7 separate regions of the Mus musculus genome follow, and all the other regions are linked to region 5. Evidence: chromatin contacts called from public Hi-C and HiChIP or PLAC-seq data. All regions are on one chromosome and are shown on one strand. Each heading gives the region's core, a stretch centred on a gene start, on an enhancer-like site or on the middle of the called end of the contact. The rest is flanking DNA. Distances are from core to core; before and after follow the strand shown. Region 1 overlaps Arl15 (ADP-ribosylation factor-like 15). Region 2 overlaps Arl15 (ADP-ribosylation factor-like 15). Region 3 overlaps Arl15 (ADP-ribosylation factor-like 15). Region 4 has its middle 83 kb from the start of Gm34790. Region 5 holds the start of Fst (follistatin). Region 6 overlaps Arl15 (ADP-ribosylation factor-like 15). Region 7 holds the start of Mocs2 (molybdenum cofactor synthesis 2).

Region 1 (2,880 bases), core at 165-2,664, 420 kb after region 5:
TGCAAGACACCCAGGATCTCAATAGAGTTTCAAACCCCAAAAAACGGCATGCTAGGCAAAGCTCAGCTCCGACTACAGAGGGAAAATCAAGCCAGGAGGGTGTCACTTTTATAGAGTTACAAGGGAGAAGCCAACTGGGAAGCCACTTTGAGAGACAAATAACAGATACAGAGACAGCTTTGATCTATAGCTGGGGCTGCCTCTCCTCAAGTGACGCCCATGTACACAAAGTGACAGGTGAGCTCTCCGAAACCAGGAGGGCAGAGTCCGAGACCAGGGCGAGGAGACAGGACCCGTCTTAGCCTATCAAAGGGCTAAACCACCACCGAGACACTTGTGATAAAGTGGCTTTGTGTCACAGAAGGGGTTTTCCAATATCGTGAGCCATTTACTCAAGTGGACATTTAAGACTATCAAGCCTAAAATTAATATCTGTGAGAGACTCCTATGCACCACTAGGAAAAGATAACCTGAGGTTCAGACCCCTAAGAGGGTACCATCAAGTTCCTGGAACCACGGCTCGAATGTCATGTTGGCCACGCAGTCGGAACAGATGAATAGACACACTCTGTTTCATGATGAAATGACTCTAGAGAACACTGGAGAGAAAACACCCATGCTTTATCTCATGCAGGGTGCTGAAGATAGAGTGCACAGCCATGGGAGGAAAGAGGGCTGTACATTTGTCTCAGGTGACATTTGACAAGCTCTCGGGGCAACGCTCAGAGGACAGGCCTGGGGATGATTGCTTTGGGGATACTATCCACGCAAGGAAGTAATGATATTGTTATGGACATCTTACTGAGAGGGGTATAACTTAAAGGCTCACATGAATGTGGCCCAGTAATTAAAAACCAGTTCCATAGGTGACACTCTTCACAGAGGTAGCATTTGGGATTGCTATGGCTGCTAAGAAAAAAGAAAATATTTTCAGGTTTGGCAAAACTATAATAAAGTGTTTTTCCAGTAAATGACCACCGATATGCCTTCCGTACCCACAACACACACACACACACACACACACACACACACACACACACATGATCGGTGCAACCAACGACAAGGTAAATTATACCAGAAAGGGAAAAACAAATTCTGTCAAACAGCCAATTCAATTCCTGGGTGATATTATTTATTCTTCTCTCATATATTACATCCTGACTGCAGTTTCCCCTCCCCCACTCCTCCTAGCTGCTCCTCCCACCCCACGCCCAACTCTCCCTGAGACCCACTCATTACAAAGGCTTCCTTGGTGACACAGAAACTTTTAAGATGCCTTTCTGTTTCCTTTTAAAGTCTAATGACATATTTGTTTAACAAATAAATCCTCCTTCCTCTCTCTCTCTTTTGGCACATCTATTTTGTGGGTATACTAAGGGCCAGGTATGATGACACTCTAAAAAAATAGCAAACGAGCCAAGATGGAACTGTTTAAGTTTGGGAATCATTACTGCTTTCCCCAGAATAAACTTTTCAAAAGGTGGTAACTTTTCCGTTATTTGTTTTGTTTGTAGAAGATCGAACTCTCTTTCCTGTGTGGAGAAACTCAGCTGAAGTGGAAAATCTGCCTAATGTTTTACTTGTTTAACTGATTTGTATTCATATTAGAGAGAAACTGAATCTACAGAAGCATCCAATAAGCAATTACGGCGATGTTTCTCTTAGCAATGTATTTCTGGGAGCTGTGGAAAGCTTGTTAACAGGGCAGACATAACTGTGAGAACAGCACCCTAAACACTAAACTAAAACGCATTTTACCCGAGTGAAGGTGGTGAAGGTGGAGCATTCCTTTCCAGGTTTGCTCGCTTTACTGTTCTCTCAGATTCTTTTCACAAAGGCAAAGGAATCTCCAAGGAGTCCTAAAGCTAGGGGTCAGAGCCTAGGATTGGGACACTCAGGAACTGAGGCAGGAGGACAGCAAAGTTGAGAGGAGCCTGTGTTAAACAGCAACTCTGTGTAAAGTAAAAAAAAAAAAAACAACAACAACAGAAAGGTATTTTGTTTTCACTAAAAATGGTATATGAACCAGTTTTATTGGTGATGAATTTGACTCCCATAATGCCTAGAAGCTAAATGAGAGTACTGTAAGTATGGCTTGCTAAGGTAAACTAATGGTAGATAAGTAAAGTGTCCCCACAAAAGGCCTAATAGTCTTACCAACTAATGCCAGTGGTATGACCCTTACCATTGACACCAGAACAAGAGGACACAGCGACAAGCTGCTTAAAGGGGAGATGCCCTCTTCTAAATACAAAGGAGGGAAAAAAGCATCCATTTTCTTTTGAAAGCAAATGATGGTCATCATGAAATGAAAAGTATAAATATTCTAGAAATAAGTCAACTCTGCATGCAGACCTAATAACTCTTTAAAGACCCCCCCCCCCAAAAAAAAATTGAACCATTTGGTAGACATGAAACACTATAAAAGTTAACTTACAAGGAAGTTCTTTCTGAATGATTTAATCTAAAACACTGACACTGTAACAAGTTTGGGCACATGTAACCCTTTAAAAATATAACTTCTAGTTGAGAATGTATAGAAGCAAAGTATACTAAATGAAAGAGGTCTCATCAATGAAACTATCAGTTAGTTAAGAAGGTTTTAGGCATGGAGACATCGAGTCCTGTGCTTGGCAGAGCTGAGCCAGTGCGTTACAGAATCAGCCTCTGGTTTTGCTAAATTCACAACGATATTCAATGATTACTCACAATATCAAATAAGGAACCGTCTGGAGGAGAGAGTCGCAGACACAGTAATCGAATTCTCTTACAGGACTAGCGGATGATATGCGAGCCAAAGATGACCCATTTTATTTTAAAATTAATTACAAAAATCCGTGATCAAAAAAAAAGCAAAATACATATCCTTGCTGCAATCGC
Region 2 (2,713 bases), core at 193-2,692, 350 kb after region 5:
CACAGAACTGAGTCATTGGGACCATTCTGCAGAGCCTGCCACACTCACACTCTGACTCTTCCAGAAGAAGGTTGCAGCCCCTGAGTAGGATCTGAGCTTCTGATAGCATCTGCGGTGCGGAATGTTATCTGGTTGTCACCCGTCATGGACCTGAGGTACGTCAACACTGGATAGAAGATCGTATATTTGGAGACACCCAGTTGTCATGCTACTTGCTTGCATGTTTCCTTTCAATGTCTATATTTATCATCTTGCATACTGGCATAAACATTCTGTGGACTGGCATTGGTCTGCGGACTTTATTTTTAAAAGCACTGATCTAGATAATACCAGAATACCTTCACACACTTTTTTGGAAAACTTCCCTTCTTTCCACATACTTTTGATGTGATGATCACTAAAAATACCAGTAAATAAATACATAGAGACCTGGATAAAATTAGTTTTCACATGGAGGGTTTGCGCTTTGAATGAATGCTTTTAAATTAACCACTGTTTCTCCCTTGCCCACTGCCACATTATATAATGGCTTGCTATTCTCTTAGCTTTGGATAAAAGAAAAAAATATTTCTTTTATATTTTGTACTTTGTGGAATGGTAAACTCAGATTTCATAAACAGAACAATTAGTACAAATGTCTTTTGGACAATCTGTGCTGTGATTTTGGAAACTGTATGCGAAGGAGACTGAAAGGATCGAGTCCTTACATACACAAAAACAGTTTATGTTTAAATTTCTGAAAGGTTGAAAAGATTTCTCCTTATGCTTGCTTTATAATAGCAAAGTCCTTTGGCATGTCGAAGGCCACAAAAGTAATTTTTAGCTTAGGTACAAAACGTGCTTTGGGCCTGTTTTATATGAGACTCTCTAGTTTTAGTGTTGCATTACAGAGAGAGAGAGAAAGAATGTGAAAGGAGAAAAAACCACCTCCATGATTTTTTTTATTGGCTCAAAGTTAGAAGTGATTCATTTTCAAACTTCAATCCCTATCTCTAGGGAATCGCCCTTTTAATTCTACTGCAATTTTTGTTTAAGACATGAAATAATCCCTCCATGTTTTTTAAACACCAAGAAAGATGAAAATCAGTTACCCGTGCCAATGGCTGTTTCATTTGCATTCTATAGGTGTAAAATGAGAAACATCCAAATGAGAAACAGCGTCAGGCTCTCCCAGCATCAGAAGAAGGGGACCTGTGACAAGGGTCGCAAGGTGGACGGAAGCATGGGATAAGAACAAATAATCCCGGGACCTGTTTTATTAGATGACAGCTAGGAAAATGTTCTTTATTTGTTGTTACATAAGAATGCTGTTGCTAGCAAAAGAGGGAGCTTTCCAAGTCGAGGGAATAGAAAACTGCCGTAGCGGGAACCTTTGCAATCCTCTGTCTTGCTGCTCCACTCCACCGCCATAAAGTAGTCAAAACAGTAAGAGCCACTCGTTCAGAACGATGACATAATGTTTATAAATATTTATGTGCGTTCTGAACTCTTCATTACCAGGAGATACAGCTGGGGTATAGAAGAGAAAACTGAGCTCTGATTGGAACCTTCACTGTGCCAATTACAAGGCTCAGCAATCCCCTGAGAGTTACCTACTCAACTGCTCTGAGCAGTCTCTCTTTAAAGTAGAAGACTTTCTAACTACCTCATAGAAATTAAGGAAGGTAATACCCATGTCTTGGAAACAGTAAGAAGCTATAAATATATATGAATGTAAATGTAAGGTGTTCATGTTACTGAATAGGGGAACTTACTATAAACTGCATTATAAAATTTCAGTAAGTAAAGCAAGCCTATTATTTAATAAAACCAACTGAGTTGTATAATTCAATACTTTTTTCAAATATTGCTACTTATGTGACCTCCACATGCATATCTGGTGCCTATGGAGGTCAGAAGAAAGCCCTGGAGGCCCTACAACTGAAGTTACAGATGATTGTGAGCAATCATGTAGATGCTGGGAACTGAACCCAAGGCCCCGGCAAGAGAAATATGGCCTCTTAACTGCCAAGCCATCTCTCCAGTCCCCTGATACTATGACTTTTTGAAATAGAGATTATAAGGAGATAAACTCTCATTAGATAATCTGTTGCACAGAATTTAGAGCGATTGTAGCTGTGGTCAGTTATGGATGGTTAAGGTGCTGTGGGAATGAAGCAATATGGCGATATGACAAGGTGGGGCAAGGGAAGGAGGAAGAGGCAGAAGAACTTTTTTTTCTGGTTTGTTTATATTTGAAAGGAGTCAATAGCCACAAGAACAACCCTATTATTCTAGTTACATTTTCAGGATTTAAGGGGGCAGGAAAGGAGTAACGATCAGTATGGATATAGAATAAATTCTTTGGTCCCTCACAATATTCTAGCCCTGGCTTGTAAAGCTATATAGGTAACATAATATGTAGCAGTGTTAAGCTTTGATGCTGTGGCGAATTCAACATGCTTCACCTGAGAAGTGTTATTATTAGGGGGTGTGACCTTGTTGGCATAGGTATGGCCTCCTTGGAGGAAGTGTGTCACTGTCTGGTGGGCTTTGAGACCCTCCTCCTAGCCATGTGGGAGACAGTCTACTTCTGGCTTCCTTTGGAAGAAGATGTAGAACTCTCAGCTCCTCCCATATCAAGCCTGTCTAGATACTGCCATCCTCCAACCTTGATGATAATGGACTGAACCTGTAAGCCAGCCCCAATGTTGGCCTTATAAGAGTTGCCTTG
Region 3 (2,816 bases), core at 193-2,692, 450 kb after region 5:
CCACTTTTTAAAGGCTCCCGAATTTCAGAAGTGGAAAGTTAGCGTCAGTCAGAAGTAGGAGTGGATCTTACACACACTAGAGAAATAATACAGACTCTAGAGGGAGAACCAGGGCAGGTGACAGTCATGGCCTTCCCCATCTGCCTCCCTATGGATCTCAGTCTGCCCTGCATGAGTCTCCTGGAGCAGACCCCATGGAGACAGACATCTTCTCTGGAGTTCCTAGAAACCTATGCACCATTTGCCCTTAAAACCAAAGCCCAGTAAGGCCAGCAACTATTGAAACGTGGCAACACGGTCGGCAGAGGGCTGGGCAGTGGTTTAAAGTGAGTATACTGTAATCTATCTGTCTGTAGAATGCAAGAAAGGATTAGGATGGTCTAGAAAAGCAGACAAGTTTTGGTAATGGTTGCTTTTATGACAAGAATGGAACAGCAGAGCTATTAAAAAATGGACGTCATGTGAATATAATCCATCTCATAAAATACTGGAAATAAACTGCCTCACTGTGTCCTTTCTTAAAGGATCTATGCCAGTTATTTGGCTCCTTGTATTGAGTCACAAGTCTCCCCACAGTGTGTATGGTACAGAATTTAGAGCAATTTACTTGGGGTTATGGCAATTTAGGGCTTGTCCTTACTTCAACCCAAATAACAAAAAAAGTAACGTTACTTTTCAAGCTATTTCATCAAACAAATAAAGGCTAAAACCACAGCATTTGGGACTTGGATGAGAGTGACTATCAGGTTTTACAACTGGTACCTTCAGTCAGGTTCTAGATCAGGAAAAAAAATTGAACAAGAAAATGAATACAAAATAAGGGGAGTTAACAGAGGAAAGGAGCTGGCTTCAGAAATGAGAATGGGAAAGGACACATTCCTTCCCCGGGATATGAACAGAAACAGCTGGAAGGGAACACGGAGGCCAGAGGAGCAGAGGCTGGAGATGGTGAGGCCCAGCACCTCGGGAATCAGCTCCCTGAGCTAGTTTCTCTCAAGTACCTCGCCTTGCCTGGTAGATGTCTAGTTGGGCAGCCCTCTCTCCTTCGTGCTCCTAGGTACCAGTCGAAGCATTCTGCATAACTGCAAAAGGAAATTCCCCATACACAAAGTCTTAGATGCTAGGAGTAATAATAATATAAAAAAAAATAATACACTAAGCTAAAAACTAAACTGCTGATAATAAACATGGTTCCTTGTCGGGGGTTCCTGGGGTGCAGTGTGTCAGTGAGTGCAACTGGCAACATCTTCCAGGGGCAGGGAGAGGTTGGCGTTTCTGTGGCTTGACAGACATTCCCTAGGAAATAGGAGGATTTTGTAGTTGGGTTCCACAGCGTTGCCAAACTGTTGGGAAATGCACAGCAGACCTGGAGAACACAATGAGGTCCCTGTGTTCACTAGACCCTCCCTCTGGAGCATCAAGCAGCAGCCCTGCCCCAGGAGGCTGAGAGGTCACCGACTGGGAAGGGATGCAGCTTTCTCACTGGGTACAATCGGACCAGAGAGGAGCCAATCCTGGACAGAACTGCTTTTTCTCCCGTTTCTGGTGTGGAGGGGCGCTGATGTGTAATGACAGACTCCAAACTCAGTACCGTGAACTCACGTCTCCCGATGTTTCTCTTGCGACTGTCGAAACGAGTTAGAACAACTCATTATTTTCTTCACCCAAAGGGCTTGCCTGCTACTTCTTGTTTTTATCTCAATTAATTTCATATCTGCTGGACTAACACAAATTACCACTTCCCTGTCTTGCACTTTTGATTTAAAAATAAAGCTAATCTGGGAGGTGTTTAAAGCTTTATTAATATTTATATGGCCATTAGAGGTGGCTATGATGCTAACAAGCTTCTTTTTAAATTAGCATTTCTCCCTCCACTGCGCTCCTCTGGGCTGGGACATTCCTGTTCTGACCGCACCATTTTTAACATTTTTCTTAGGGCACCAGCGGAATCTCGGAGGGTCACAGAGAAGCTGGTTTGGGTTTTCCCACCATTTATCTTGCCCACTCTGCGGAATGAGTCAGGCTTGTATAATACATTTCTTTTTCTCGAGCTCTGTCAGAAGAAATTCAGAGGTAGCATTCTGACTCACAAATGCAGACATACTATGTGACGATCATATACTAGTCTGGCCGATTTACTGGGGCCGATGTGGGCAGTATTCCCCTATTGCTATAAACAAGAAGAAAACTGAAGACAATCACCATTGGTTTATCATAAAGGGAGCTATTTCTATTATGTTCGGTTGTGGCTTTTTTGCCACAAGAGTATATGTTCACCTGGTATCTTTCACGTATGGCCTAAAGCCATGCTGGTCACCCTCCAGCTACTAGTCAGATCCAACTTTTGAGCACTTAAAAAAGCATCAGAGAGCGTCTCGGAGCCTTAAACAGAGAGAAAGAGCAAAGACAGCAGTTTCTAACTATGTTAATGTCAGTGTTACAGGATTTATAATGCCAAGTTAAAGTACAATTAACGAGTTATTTAAATAATAAATAACTAAACGAGTTTCACTTCTGCTTCTTATTTTCATGTGATTATTAGAATAATGATGAACAGTATGGCTCCCGTTTGGGTGCCTGCATAATATTTGGACAGCTCTGGGTAAGACGAACAAGGAATATGAGTCAGAGTTTTAGGAGCCAGCATTAGTGAGACGCTTGCTCTGCTGGATGCTCTGCCTGCATGACTTCCAGCATCACAGCAAGGCTCACAGGCTACACCTCCGCCTTTTGATAGGCGTAAGCGTGCTTTTAGTGTAAGTGTTGACCTGACTTCAAAAGCTGCCTGTGATACGAACAAGTCCATGTCTGCATGA
Region 4 (2,921 bases), core at 386-2,885, 280 kb before region 5:
ACCCATGAAGGACTTGCATAAATAATGCACCTTTAAAGGCTAGAAGAAACCAATGGTGGTAGTTCCCAATGCATAGCTTTGAACTTTCTTATTTGGCCTTTGCAGAAGGTACATGGAGGTGATTACCATAAACTTAATCAAGTGATGACCCCAACTGCAGCTATTGTACCAGATGTAGTTTCTTACCCTGGCACATTAACCCACCAGGTACTTCTGATATTCAGCTTTCCATTCAGCAAACAATCTTTTCTTCATACCTGTCCACAAGGCCTACCAGAAATAATTTCTTTAAGCTATTAAGGCCAGCAATATACCTTTTATTATTCTACCTCAGGGCTGATGAATTATACACCCCTGTGCCATAACTTCATTTTCAGGGATTGTGATTGTCTATCTCGTCTACAAGGCATCCACTACATAGATGACATTCCAATGAATGGACCCACTGAACAGTAGGAAGCTTTCACTCTGGCCTTGCTGGTTAAGCATTTGCACATCAGAGCATGGGAAATAAATCTAACCCAAAAATTCAACAGCTCTACACATCAGTAAAAATTCTAGGAGTGGAGAATGATAACTCATAATAAAATGTACAAGAGTTCCATTGGTGTGGCGTATGCGAAATGACTCATTGAACTTGGCCCCTTGTCAGAACCACCAACCACTGCCACATTCAATGGGACTACTTGGATTTTGGAAGAAGCACACTTCTCATGTGAGTATGTCTCTGTACCATACGCCAGCTGGCCCAGAGAGCTATCAGTTCTCATTGAGGTTGTGAAAAACAAAAAATTCTGAAACAGGTACGGGTGGCTCTGCACCTCCTCCTTCTAAAGTCAGCAATCTAGCTCTCTGCTCCATTGGAAACATTTTACCTGTGGGGAGTTGAAGGCTTGCTTTCTAGACATGGCCCAGGATTGGCCCTTTCCCTCTTTAAGATCCGTATTCAATAAAAACTGCTGAGAAATTAGGTCAGGGTGATGCAGACGAGGAAAGATGAGTTCCCTGAAGTGAACAAGCACCTGGTGAGGTTCCTTGGACTTTGAGGGACTTTTGAGGGAAAGGAGAGTTTTTTAAAAATCCAGTCTCATGGACGAAGCAGCTACTGAATTCTCTGCCTCTCCAAGATGCAGATGGTCATTGCTGAAATCCCTAGCCCTACTGTGTAGGCCAGTCCAATATGGGTCCTTTTATAGTGAATGTCCATGCTATTGATTTTATTCCTCTAGAGAACCATTCCTAGTACATGGAAGTAGGTGGGTCCTATTTACAAAGTACTTAAGAACTTCAGAGCATTCTAAACTTATTGTTTGAGATAAACTACAACGAAACAGTTACACAGGTTTATAATTAGAAGCAGAGAACAAAATGCAACAGAAGTAGTGGTTGTTTTAAAAGTTCATTTCTAATACAGAGACGACAGGAAGGCCCTGAGGTTTGAGAAGAGGGGAAGCAAATTCTAACTGTTATGTAACAGCACAAACATTTTTCTGTGTCTCATGTCTGCAAAGTGTGAGCTGCCCACTGGAACTGCTGATTACGAAAAGCAATTAGAAGACCTGCCACCGAACATGCCATGGCCACATGACTCACTACAGGAAAAGGTCTTTGTAGGCTTCCTCGCCCAACCCTGACTCATCCGCAATGTATGAGCTCTCTCTCTTTGTGTCAGTGTTCCTGGAAATGAGACATTTTCTCAGCGATTACGTAGAGGAAATTATGGTCATCAATAAATCTTCTTCTCTTTTTATTCCCTCCAAGAACAGTGATTATAGAAGATAGGATCTCAGTTCTCCTAATTTGACTGGAATTTCCCTGAACATAAGATGAGGAAAGACTCAACTACGGTACTGCAGTGGTGGAGTGAGCGGCAAAGTAAGCTATTCTAGTTTAGCGGATGTAATAAAACGAACATGTTTTAAAATGTTGCCCTTTGAGCATGACAAAGCTTAATAGAGGAACAATTTCTATTTGTCATTTGGCTCCCCTATTCCTAAACTATTTTCTAACATCCTTTCAACTTCCCTTACACAACGTGTCCCCATAACAGATCAGCCCACTCATCAACCTCAGGCAAAATTTAAATACGAGCTGCCTCCAAATACCCTATAGCATGCTAGCTTCCATTGGCATTTTTATCTGTACTTAATTAATACTGCCTTTTCTTTTCTCCTGCTCATTCATAAATGACACACACTATGAATTCTAGCCATATGAACGAAAGGATGTTTATAGTGAACAAAAGTGTTTCCCATTATACTCTGTCAATATTTAAAATGTTTCGAGAACAAAGGTGAAGGCGTAGTCTAAACTGACTCACTATTTTAAAATTTTGAGATCTTTTAACAAAGAACAGACTGTAGAGCAATGGAAATCCATAAGAACTTTGGACCGCTAAGGTAACATGTTTAAAGGAATGTGTGGGGAAGGACTTCTATTGGAGAGTAATAGAACTTGTTAAGAGATTCTTTTCAAAACTATTAGAGGCACTGGAATTAGAAAAGGAAACTCATGAAATCCATATTTAGTGATGTGCAAGGACCTGAGGGCTCAAGATCAGGACGTAAGGTATATACTATATGGCTTAAATTCATAGTCTAAGGTTTTACTCTGCTTTTGAGTTTTAAACTTGATTTTAAATCTATGTTGGGGGCTACTTTAAATGACTATATACATTTTGAACTTATTAATATCCAGGTTATGTTTAAAATAAACTTTTAGAAAGCATAATAATACTTCACATTGTAACATAATTTTGATTCATGAGTACACATTTAGAGTTTATACAACAGGAAGCATCTCCATGTAAAAGACATTTGCAGAGACAGTCCATGCACTGAGAAACAATTTTGAAATAAAATAACATATTTATTACTTAAGAAAACTCTGTATCATAGATTTCAAGTGAAGGAAAAAGGAGG
Region 5 (2,797 bases), core at 153-2,652:
GCTTGGGCCCGTCTGAGAGGCACCCAAACAACTGTCTTCTAATATTAGCACGGCTGTATTTCGGGATCTATTATAGTCTGTCCAGACAGATCCCATTGTAATGGGACCTTTTATTAAAAGATTAGCACTATCTCCTGCAGTTGGTGGAAAAAAATCTGTTATCACTGAGTTATTTGCAGTTGTGGAGGGGGTAGGAGGAGGGTGATGGAAGATGGGGGTGGGAGGATGAGAGGAGGACCGGGGGGGGGGGGCGCTAGGGCTGGGGCTAGAGAAGAAGGGCGAATTTGAAATCCGTAAGAGCAAATCCCAATGACCTGGGAATGTCCAAGAATTTTGTCTGTTTTGTTCGCTGTTTGTTGTCGTTCGGGCTTCAGAAGCGAAAAGAATAGAAATTTAAAAGGCAGCTTTGAAATAAACAATATAGCCTTTTCCGTGAAGTAATCGTTTTATATAAAAGGAAATATCGCCTCCTCAGTTTCATTCAGCCGTGCCAGAAAATGTTATAAATGAGAAGACCCGCCAACTTTCGGCGAAGAATGCCAGGCATTGCACTCAATAAACTGAGGCTGCAGAAGTTCATTATCATGGTGCAATCTTTTTTTTAAATAAGAGAGAGAGAGAGAGAGAGAGAGAGGAGTCGGGACAGAAACTGGGGCGTCTCGGAGCGGGGGAGGAGGGGGGCAGACCGCCTACGTCGGCGCCCCCGCTCGGGGCTGCGACTCCAGACGCGACGAAGTGAAAGGGGAGAAAAGAAAGGGAGAGGGCGAGACTGCCGGGGGCGGCCGGCTCCGAGGTGTTAAACATTTTTGTTTGCTTCTGACTTGTGGAGCCCGAGGGCCGCGTCTCCGCAGCGCTCGGCCCGGGTGGAAGGTGCCCGGGGGTCGGGGTTCTTAGCAACCTACTCCAGGCTGGGGGGGGAGGGGGCGCGGGAGGGAGTGGGAGGCGGGGGAGCTGGCAGGGTGGCCGCAAAGTAAGACACGTAAGAGACCTCGGGACACAAAACGTCTCCGGGACCCCGCGCCAAGGCTCTGCAGGGAGGCTCCTGAAACTGCTCCCCCGGGCATTGAAGCAGCTCAGGGATCCTGCGGCGGGTTGCAGAAGTCTCATCCCGGAGCCCTGGAGCAGAGGTGCTGGGGACCCATTCCCGGGGTCCTCCGGGGTCCCCGCGCTCCGCCGGCCGCCTCCTCCAGCGCCCTCACTCACACGCGCACACGCACACACGCGCGCACACACACACTCGCACGCCACCCCGGGCGCGCCGGCTCCGAGCGGCGGCGTGCAGGACTGAAGTGGATGTTCCTCCCCACCCCCGACGCGTCGCCCCCAGCCCCCGCCCCTGCCTCCTTCCCCCCTCCCCTCCCGCTCCTACGCAAATAAGAACTCGGCGATTCCCCTCCTGCCGCTTTGATTTCGGGCACCTCCGACAGATAATTGGGAAGGGTTTCCAGAAGGTGGGAAATGTCACCTGATTCACACTGAACTTTTAAAAGCTCCCCACCCCCAAAGAGCCGGCACACCCTCGGTCGCGGCCGCCCTCCCACAGCCCCACACACTGGGAGACCGCCCACCGCAAACCTCGGAGACCCCCGTCTAGATTTAAAGCGCGGCTGCGCCCGGCTTCTGACGTCCATTGAATCGCGCGGGCGGCCGGTGGCGAGCGCGGGGCTGCGCCGGGATCGCTGCGCCCTCCGCCGCTCGCCTCTGCGACGCGCGCCGCTCGCCCGAGCCACCCGCCGCCGCGCTCCTCGCCCCGCGCCTGCCCCAGGATGGTCTGCGCCAGGCACCAGCCCGGCGGGCTCTGCCTCCTGCTGCTGCTACTCTGCCAGTTCATGGAGGACCGCAGCGCCCAGGGTGAGTGGAAGGGATGCGCCCAGAGGCTCGGCTGGGGCAGGGGTTCTACTTTTCTGCTGTCTCCACTTGGTCTGTTCTGACCTACGCTGCTCTCGGAAGATGTTGGAACCACCCGGCTACTCCTGTAGAACGGAACGGGAGGGAAAGACTGAAGGCAGTGACACTTTAGGATAGAGAGCGGAGTTTAGAGCCAGGTTACCCTCAAAAAGGAAAGGGCTTGAGTGGAGGAGCTGGAGCCTCAGTAGTTAGGGGTAGATGCTCCAAGTTCTGGTCCTAATGACTTTAGATGTTATCTCCCCTGGCTGGCTCGGGAGAAGGGCGAGCATCCGTAGCCTGGAGATTACAGTCGACCTACTAGCAATCTATCCATCTTCCTTCCATATCTTTTGGAGACTCTTTAAAAAAAAAATGACGGGGTGGGGGATGGGAGATACCGAATTTTCTTGGGTGGCCGGGGGACGTGGTTTCAGAAACTTTGCCCAAACTTGGAAATGTGGGTACTGAAATTTTTAGAGGGAGGTAGTTTTACGCTTAGCGGATGCTCCTTCTGCCTCTTTCCCCCAAGCCCCGCGAAAAAGAAGAAAGACAAACCAAATTATTAGCCCGAAGTGTTTTAAGTACTTTACAGTTTTCTCCACTTTGCCTCATTCCTGTTAACTTCTGTGAACCAAGCAGCCCACAAGCTATTTAGACTCCGACCTGGATTAAAGAGCAAATTTCTGAAGTTTATCTTCTAAAATTAAAAATGAATTGATTTTATTACAATTAGTCTCCAGGCTGGATTTCTTTTTTAAAAATAGTGGTAACCCCGCAGCTTCACGACAATTACTCTCGAGTCACTTTGGTGATTCATGAGACGTCTGCTTGCCCAAAGTCCGAACACATTAAATAGGGACAGAGAAAGAAACTATTTGTAAAGAGGTTCTTGGGAGACATAAGGTAGGTA
Region 6 (2,858 bases), core at 145-2,644, 480 kb after region 5:
ACAATAAATGTGCAAAGGGTATTAGTTAATAGAATAAATGCATGCTGTTATTAAATAAATAATACAAATTTAAAAACACCAAAAAGCAAGCTTAAAAACCTGAACCAAGGCATATTTTTTTTTTATCTTTGAGGAGGCCTCTTTTTTTCAAAACTTATAGATAAGGAGGCATAGGGACAAACAGGGAAAGCTTCAATAGATAAGTTTTCTGTGGATTGGGACCTACCTGGCATATGTTTATCCACTCAACAGCATTCTCTCTAAGATAGCCAAAACCTCCAAATCAAGGCTGGAAGGGCACCCTCATGGCACAAAGGAAATATTTTCTCTTCTATACATTACAGCCCTCACACAAGCATTAACCACAGAGCTTGATATAATGACCATACCGGTCAGTGACATACTATTTCTCTTAGCATCTATATTTCACACACACAATGTCTTACATCTCTTACACATAAATGTGTGTGTGTGTATATATATATGTATATATATATATATATATATATATATATATATATATATTACATATTGAATTCAAACAAAAGCCTATACTGCCAGATACTCTTTAATCCCAGTGGGAGAGGGATTTTATTGTCTAGTAATTCACATATAATTCACACTGAGTTAATAATAGCATTATCAGCAACTGTAAGGATTTCTCTTTCATAGTATAAAGAAATTCCAAGGCCCCTCTGGATATGAAGAGAGACTAGGCTTAGATGTAAGGTCACTGTCAGGGCCATAATTGTAGAAATGAGATGAGTATCTCTTAACTAATCTATTGTCTTTAACCTAAAAGGAGTAAACAACTACAAGATAGAAAACACTTCGGGTGGAACTGGAGGGAGGGGAATTTTACTTCCCAATTAGATTTTTATTAATTATATTCTAAAAGGAAGTCAAACAAGCCACACACACACCCTTCTGTGCAGATGGGAGCAGTTAGGAGCTGCCTCTGGTCGTGGAGCTAGAAGCCCCTAGATATATTTTTAGACCATTTCCAAATAGGAATGGCGGGCTCCTCATTAATGTTGAGCAGAGAGTGCAGCAACCATGTGTGGTTTGGTTTCTTTCACATCCAAGCTCGCTTCAAGACAGGCCAGGCATGGCAGGATGCTTTAAAACTTGCAGCAGTAAACGACTGGAAGGTCCCGTAATTATTTTATAAACAGATGCGAGATAGGAGCAAGTGACAGTCCTCTTTGCTGTGATTCAGAGGTGACTGAAAACCAACTTGGGAATTAATGGAATTAATTTGGAACTTCAGAGATCTGAAAGCTTTCTAATACCGGGGATTTCAACTTTGCAATTTCAGGACAACCCTGCTGCTGGCCTTTCTTGACCTGTTGTGAAGTAAATCAGGCACACTAATGTGGGCTAACAAGTCTTTTTCACACTGTTCCATCAGCCTGCCTCCCCTTTCTCCCCAGACATGCCTTTCTGCCGCACTCTGTCTAGCCACCCCTCGTCAAAGCACACAAAATGGCCACTGTAGCGCCGCATTACTGCTCATTAGGTCACAGGGTAGTCAAGTGGAACTGCCCGGGGTTCCCAAAGGAGAGCTATACTTCAAAACTCTGTCCATGTCAAATAAAGAAGAAGAAGAAAAAAAAAAAAAAAAAAAAAAAAAAAAAACCCGAGCGTGGGGTCAGCCAGATCAATGATCAAAAGAAACCGAGAATGAAGGAGATAAAAAGCACGGCCTCGTTTTTGTTAAACACACACAGGTCTGATTTATTAGCAGGGATATAGAGATAGGATGAGCTCTCTCTCCCCCTCTCTCTCTCTCTCTCTCTCTCTCTCTCACACACTGTGTGTTTCGGGTTTTTAACAAAGTAATTTGCTTTAATCAGGTCCCGTCGGCTGTTAAAACTTCAGACTTTAAAAAAATTCTATGACCCATTCTTGAAATTTCCCTAAAAGAAAGTACACTCCAGGAAATCCAGTTTTTAGGAGGACGATTACAGGGTTCCAAGAAAACACTTGAAAAGCAATAAAAGTAATAGGGAGTAATCCACCTTTAATGCTGGGGGAGATTCTATTTAAATCCGAAAGACCCGGTGCCACATACACTCTAAAATAATCCCAGCCACCTCTTGGGCCTTCAAAGGCTGAAACAAGCAGGCTGTCAATCACAGGCCCTGAAAGGCCAATTTCTGGGCTGCTGGGAGGCCACCAACCTCTGCAGGTGGCCCACACCTCTCCCATCACCATCATTCCATGCCCTCTCAGAGGAGCACATTTCACACATGCATTTACAGTTTTTGAGGGAAGATAATTTAACCGTGCTGCACACACGGCCCGGTGAAATTGAGCAGAACGACCTGTCTGCAGCAGAATTTACAATTCGTTTTCTCAAACGAAAAGTCACAAGATTTTGTTTCTCTAAGTTTCTTCCTCAGAGAAGAGTATATTTTAGTACCTAATGGCGAAAGAGAGAGAAACGTTTTGACAAGAACGCTATCAATGTATGTCAGAGTGAAAGTAACACAAATACGCATAGTGTACACTTGACAAAAATTACAAGTTGTATAAAGTTTTCTGTGCTCTTCTGCTCTTTGCTGAACTACTTTCCTGCCTGTGTTTGGAATGCAGTCTTTAGGAATACTCCAGAGGCTATGTATGGAGTGTGCCTAACTTGGACATCCTCCTGTTTGACTCTCGTGAGCCTGAGGAGCACCCCCCACCCCCCGCGGCAGACCCCAGTCCTCACTCCCTCAACTGAACATCCTAGGGCCTCAAAAGTAGCCTGTCAGGAGTGAGGAAGACAGCAAGGGGCAGGCGACGCTCGAAATCCTTCATTAAGCCTTGTCCTCACTATGAGGCAGGGTCTAGGGCTATCCATCCCACTTTCT
Region 7 (2,965 bases), core at 444-2,943, 360 kb before region 5:
TCAGATTTTCAGGGGCCAGTGAGAAATTTTCAAATATTATAAAACCCAAGCTCAGAAGCATGTAGGGTCTGTTATACTTCATTTTTCTTTCAATCTCAGAAACTTTTGAGTATTTTAAAAGAGAGAAAAGGACAGAAAGGTTTATAATGTATCTTTTTAACAGCATCTTTCAATTTTTCATCTTAGGCTATAAAAGGCAGAACTTGCATTTTTCTGTCTTAGAAATTAGAAAAATGATTGTAAATTACATAAACATATCTAGGGGGCATCCACTTGACTGCTTTTCTAGTAAATTATCTATGGTGTTCCTTGTGGTACTTGGATGTTTCTAAATACCAGAGTTTTAAATTTTCAAGAATTTTAAAAGAACTAGTACTCTTGTGTGAGAACACACATACGCACACTCACACGTAATTTACACATTTTAGAAACCTTTACATGTTCATCATATGCACTCTATAACGTTAGCTACCCAGGATGGAGACTCTCTAGCTCCTTCCACAGCTCTGACGCTTTGATTTCCTGTGGCACAGAAATGGTCTCCGAGCGAACTCCGGCTATTTCAGCACTTTTTGCAAAATACAACACGTCAATCTGAAAGGAGAGAGGATAGTCTAAATAACCCGCACCAAGAAGGCTCCTCGCTCCCCAAATGCAATGGCTCACAAAACTTCAGTATTGGCCTGGTGGTGGTGACACATGTCTTTAAACCCAGAACTGGGGAGGCAGAAGCAGTCAGATCTATGTGAGTTCAAGACAAGCCTGGTCTACCAGAGTGTAGTTCTGGAGAGCCAGGACTACACAGAGAAACCCTGTCTCGAAAAACATAAACAAACAAACAAAACACTTCCATATATCTATAGATTCATATTTGAGACAAACGCTTTAAAATCACTTCTGATTTCTGCCTACTGTTCAGACCTCTCACAATCTCAAGCTTGTGTGGCAGCATTAAAATCCTACTAAATTTCCTTAGAAAACATGCTAAGTCTGACTTGACACGGAATCGATTCTTCCATCAGCCGCGAAGCAGAGACAGAGGTCTGAGTCAGGGGGTGGATTACACAAGTAAATTAAATAACCCAGTCAGCAAAGGCCTAGCTTTCATTTCACAGTGGTCAAATGACCTTTGATTCCGTCCTACATTACGATTGAGTTACAAAACACAGAACATTTGACATGCAGCAAAGCAAATGGGCTTGAATTACAGGATCAACTGGTAGTTTCTAGGCCAAACCCGTGTAATCAGCCTGGGAACTAAGGGACCTGACTGTGCACAAGGTCTCACCTGTCACTCAGTACAACTCGGTCTCTCCACAATAATCACGGCTGCTGCAAACTATCCTGAGCCTGTCAATCATTGGGTGATGCGCATTTCCTCACAATAATTCCTAACTAGGAGCGTTTTAATTTTAAAAAGTGTCAAAATAAATCATCCGGAATGGTAGGGAAAAAAACCGTCTAGGTAATCGGTCGTGAAGGCCATGACCTGGACACCAGAGTTCGGGGACAGAACTTGACATTCAGCGAGCAGCAGGCGCAAGACCCGGAACCCGGGAGGAGTTAGAGAGGAAGGGGCGCCCCAGCCGCGCGAACCAACTCTTACCTGGCACCTAGGAACCATCCCGCTACACACCGCGAAGCCAGTTCTCCAACCCCTAGAGGCGCCGGTGACTCAGAGCGCATGCGCAGCCGGATGCTCCACCTTCTGGGTGGTGCTCAACCCCGGGCGTGTGGACACTGCGCCTGCGTACACTTCGCTCCGCCCCGCCACGCCTCCTGCACCCACAAAAGTTTACTCTGCTTTTGGATCCCAGTGCTGCGACCTCTTGTGTGACCCGGCAGGGTGGCCTTCCCCAGGCTAACCTATGCGGCCCCTCCATCCAGTGTGGGATCCGGGTTCTTATTCGCAGCGTGGAGACGGTATCTGACTGTCACTTCAGTGTTTTAGGCGCTCAGGAGTTTCTGAGCCAGCGACCCCATCCAGACTTCCTAGGTACACATCTCTGCCTTAGTTGTCGCGTGGGTACGTGGATTTAAGTGGCCCTCGCTGGGCGCTCAGTCCGGGTTAACCGTAACTGTGTTCCAACTGTAATCTTAGTAAAAACCTTACCTTTCAGTTGAGAGTGGCGGGGGGCGTGGCTGGGTCACCTGCTGTAGGAAGTCTCACCGAGGAGATTCTTGTGCCAAATACATTTGCCAAAATAGTAACAAATACGGAAGGAAAGGACATTTCACGTTCTGTGTCAAGCTATGGGAACGTAAAAATTGGGTAATAAATTTCCAGAAGGAAAATAGTTGGCAAGATGGGTGTACTCAGTTCAAGGAAGAAATAGAAATGCAGAAGGGGAAGGGTGGGCAGAGGGGAGTAATAAGCCCGATTATGATTTGCATCAACATTTATTTTGATAAGGTTGCTAAACATTAAGGTTAAATATTTATGTCCACATGCTGTTAGGTAAACGAGGAAACTGACAGTCACTCTGGGCTCCTGGGTCGTTTCCAGTGACAGCAATGAGCAATATCTTCAATAGGCTAAGAAACAATGCATAGTTCAATGTGGTTTTGCAAACAAACTGGTGCATATAAAGGCTAGAGCCTATCATTCCTGCTTGGGGGCGGAGAGGGCAGGTGGGACCTCAAAAATTGCCTAAGAGCTCTTCCTAAAAACTTCCTTTGGTGGACTCAGAGATGAGACAGGGTTAAGCCTGTGCTAGGCTGCTCTGCCAGAGGACGCAGGTTCAATTCCCAGCATCCACATAGGCGGTGCTCAGACACTCATACAGGCAAAACACCCACACACATAAGAAATAAAATCTTAACAAGGACAAAGACAAAGCTCAATAATGTTTTACTCTATTCAAATATTAAAAATCCAATTATGAGACCATGACATCAGGATAATGCCATTCATTTTGAAAATATCCTCTTTATTCTACAAGATTCTTAGGGCTGAGATGTTGCT

What was found. Hi-C and Micro-C count contacts between places; a contact is called where the count stands out from the background. HiChIP or PLAC-seq counts read pairs in DNA pulled down with a chosen protein or histone mark.
Region 1: a contact with region 5 is called in a Hi-C map of liver, with 2.6 times the contacts expected there. The contact joins the enhancer-like site here to the promoter of Fst in region 5. A contact is called at or near these places in 4 of 39 promoter capture datasets (the 3T3-L1 cell line, cranial neural crest, embryonic stem cells and 1 more), 2 of 484 Hi-C or Micro-C datasets (embryonic stem cells and liver), 10 of 115 datasets of contacts at active chromatin or transcription factors (bone marrow-derived macrophages, craniofacial prominence, embryonic forebrain and 5 more) and 3 of 9 other capture datasets (adipose tissue, embryonic stem cells and liver).
Region 2: an H3K4me3 HiChIP or PLAC-seq map of forebrain shows a contact between it and region 5, with 2.9 times the contacts expected there. The contact joins the enhancer-like site here to the promoter of Fst in region 5. A contact is called at or near these places in 12 of 39 promoter capture datasets (the 3T3-L1 cell line, 3T3-L1-derived adipocytes, the SN4741 cell line and 6 more), 7 of 484 Hi-C or Micro-C datasets (the C2C12 cell line, the STO cell line, cortical neurons and 3 more), 13 of 115 datasets of contacts at active chromatin or transcription factors (craniofacial prominence, embryonic basal ganglia, embryonic forebrain and 6 more) and 2 of 9 other capture datasets (adipose tissue and liver).
Region 3: an H3K4me3 HiChIP or PLAC-seq map of embryonic limb bud shows a contact between it and region 5, with 4 times the contacts expected there. The contact joins the enhancer-like site here to the promoter of Fst in region 5. A contact is called at or near these places in 10 of 39 promoter capture datasets (the 3T3-L1 cell line, cranial neural crest, frontonasal cranial neural crest and 5 more), 2 of 484 Hi-C or Micro-C datasets (the MC3T3-E1 cell line and ventricular fibroblasts), 14 of 115 datasets of contacts at active chromatin or transcription factors (bone marrow-derived macrophages, craniofacial prominence, embryonic basal ganglia and 9 more) and 4 of 9 other capture datasets (adipose tissue, embryonic stem cells, liver and 1 more).
Region 4: a Hi-C map of reprogramming fibroblasts shows a contact between it and region 5, with 2.6 times the contacts expected there. The contact joins the enhancer-like site here to the promoter of Fst in region 5. A contact is called at or near these places in 1 of 39 promoter capture datasets (the 3T3-L1 cell line), 2 of 484 Hi-C or Micro-C datasets (embryonic fibroblasts and reprogramming fibroblasts), 5 of 115 datasets of contacts at active chromatin or transcription factors (embryonic limb bud, fibro-adipogenic progenitors, forebrain and 2 more) and 3 of 9 other capture datasets (adipose tissue, liver and pancreatic islet).
Region 6: a contact with region 5 is called in an H3K4me3 HiChIP or PLAC-seq map of neural tube, with 4 times the contacts expected there. The contact joins the enhancer-like site here to the promoter of Fst in region 5. A contact is called at or near these places in 12 of 39 promoter capture datasets (the 3T3-L1 cell line, 3T3-L1-derived adipocytes, cranial neural crest and 7 more), 2 of 484 Hi-C or Micro-C datasets (both in nephron progenitors), 10 of 115 datasets of contacts at active chromatin or transcription factors (embryonic basal ganglia, embryonic forebrain, embryonic hindbrain and 6 more) and 3 of 9 other capture datasets (adipose tissue, embryonic stem cells and liver).
Region 7: a contact with region 5 is called in a FOXA1 HiChIP or PLAC-seq map of pancreatic cancer cells. The contact joins the promoter of Mocs2 here to the promoter of Fst in region 5. A contact is called at or near these places in 5 of 39 promoter capture datasets (hippocampal neurons, liver, second pharyngeal arch cranial neural crest and 1 more), 4 of 484 Hi-C or Micro-C datasets (embryonic stem cells and liver), 12 of 115 datasets of contacts at active chromatin or transcription factors (astrocytes, craniofacial prominence, embryonic basal ganglia and 8 more) and 1 of 9 other capture datasets (adipose tissue).

Annotation. Positions count from the first base shown.
Region 1 is chr13:114,032,920-114,035,799 of GRCm38.p6, reverse strand. The region is part of intron 4 of Arl15 (ADP-ribosylation factor-like 15); the gene reads right to left. Among named protein-coding and RNA genes, the nearest start is that of A430090L17Rik, 120 kb to the left of the region's middle. Within about 2 kb of position 1,414, at least 3 of the 459 cell types and tissues checked have an H3K27ac peak or open chromatin away from gene starts, as enhancers often do. A contact at or near this core is called in liver, where this site is marked.
Region 2 is chr13:114,105,075-114,107,787 of GRCm38.p6, reverse strand. The region is part of intron 4 of Arl15 (ADP-ribosylation factor-like 15); the gene reads right to left. Among named protein-coding and RNA genes, the nearest start is that of A430090L17Rik, 45 kb to the left of the region's middle. Within about 2 kb of position 1,442, at least 10 of the 459 cell types and tissues checked have an H3K27ac peak or open chromatin away from gene starts, as enhancers often do. A contact at or near this core is called in cortical neurons and forebrain, where this site is marked.
Region 3 is chr13:114,009,862-114,012,677 of GRCm38.p6, reverse strand. The region is part of intron 4 of Arl15 (ADP-ribosylation factor-like 15); the gene reads right to left. Among named protein-coding and RNA genes, the nearest start is that of A430090L17Rik, 140 kb to the left of the region's middle. Within about 2 kb of position 1,442, at least 47 of the 459 cell types and tissues checked have an H3K27ac peak or open chromatin away from gene starts, as enhancers often do. A contact at or near this core is called in craniofacial prominence and embryonic limb bud, where this site is marked.
Region 4 is chr13:114,733,960-114,736,880 of GRCm38.p6, reverse strand. No RefSeq gene overlaps it. Among named protein-coding and RNA genes, the nearest start is that of Gm34790, 83 kb to the left of the region's middle. Within about 2 kb of position 1,635, at least 60 of the 459 cell types and tissues checked have an H3K27ac peak or open chromatin away from gene starts, as enhancers often do. A contact at or near this core is called in embryonic fibroblasts and reprogramming fibroblasts, where this site is marked.
Region 5 is chr13:114,457,556-114,460,352 of GRCm38.p6, reverse strand. Fst (follistatin) reads left to right here and starts at 1,402. Exons shown (of 6, transcript NM_001301373.1): 1 at 1,402-1,851. The coding sequence starts at 1,767. All of the region lies in intron 1 of Gm41074 (a long non-coding RNA gene), which reads right to left.
Region 6 is chr13:113,980,232-113,983,089 of GRCm38.p6, reverse strand. The region is part of intron 4 of Arl15 (ADP-ribosylation factor-like 15); the gene reads right to left. Among named protein-coding and RNA genes, the nearest start is that of A430090L17Rik, 170 kb to the left of the region's middle. Within about 2 kb of position 1,394, at least 22 of the 459 cell types and tissues checked have an H3K27ac peak or open chromatin away from gene starts, as enhancers often do. A contact at or near this core is called in nephron progenitors and neural tube, where this site is marked.
Region 7 is chr13:114,816,965-114,819,929 of GRCm38.p6, reverse strand. Mocs2 (molybdenum cofactor synthesis 2) reads right to left here and starts at 1,693. Exons shown (of 6, transcript NM_001113374.1): 1 at 1,607-1,693. It overlaps Gm34790 (a long non-coding RNA gene), which reads left to right and starts at 1,706. Exons shown (of 3, transcript XR_382937.4): 1 at 1,706-1,996.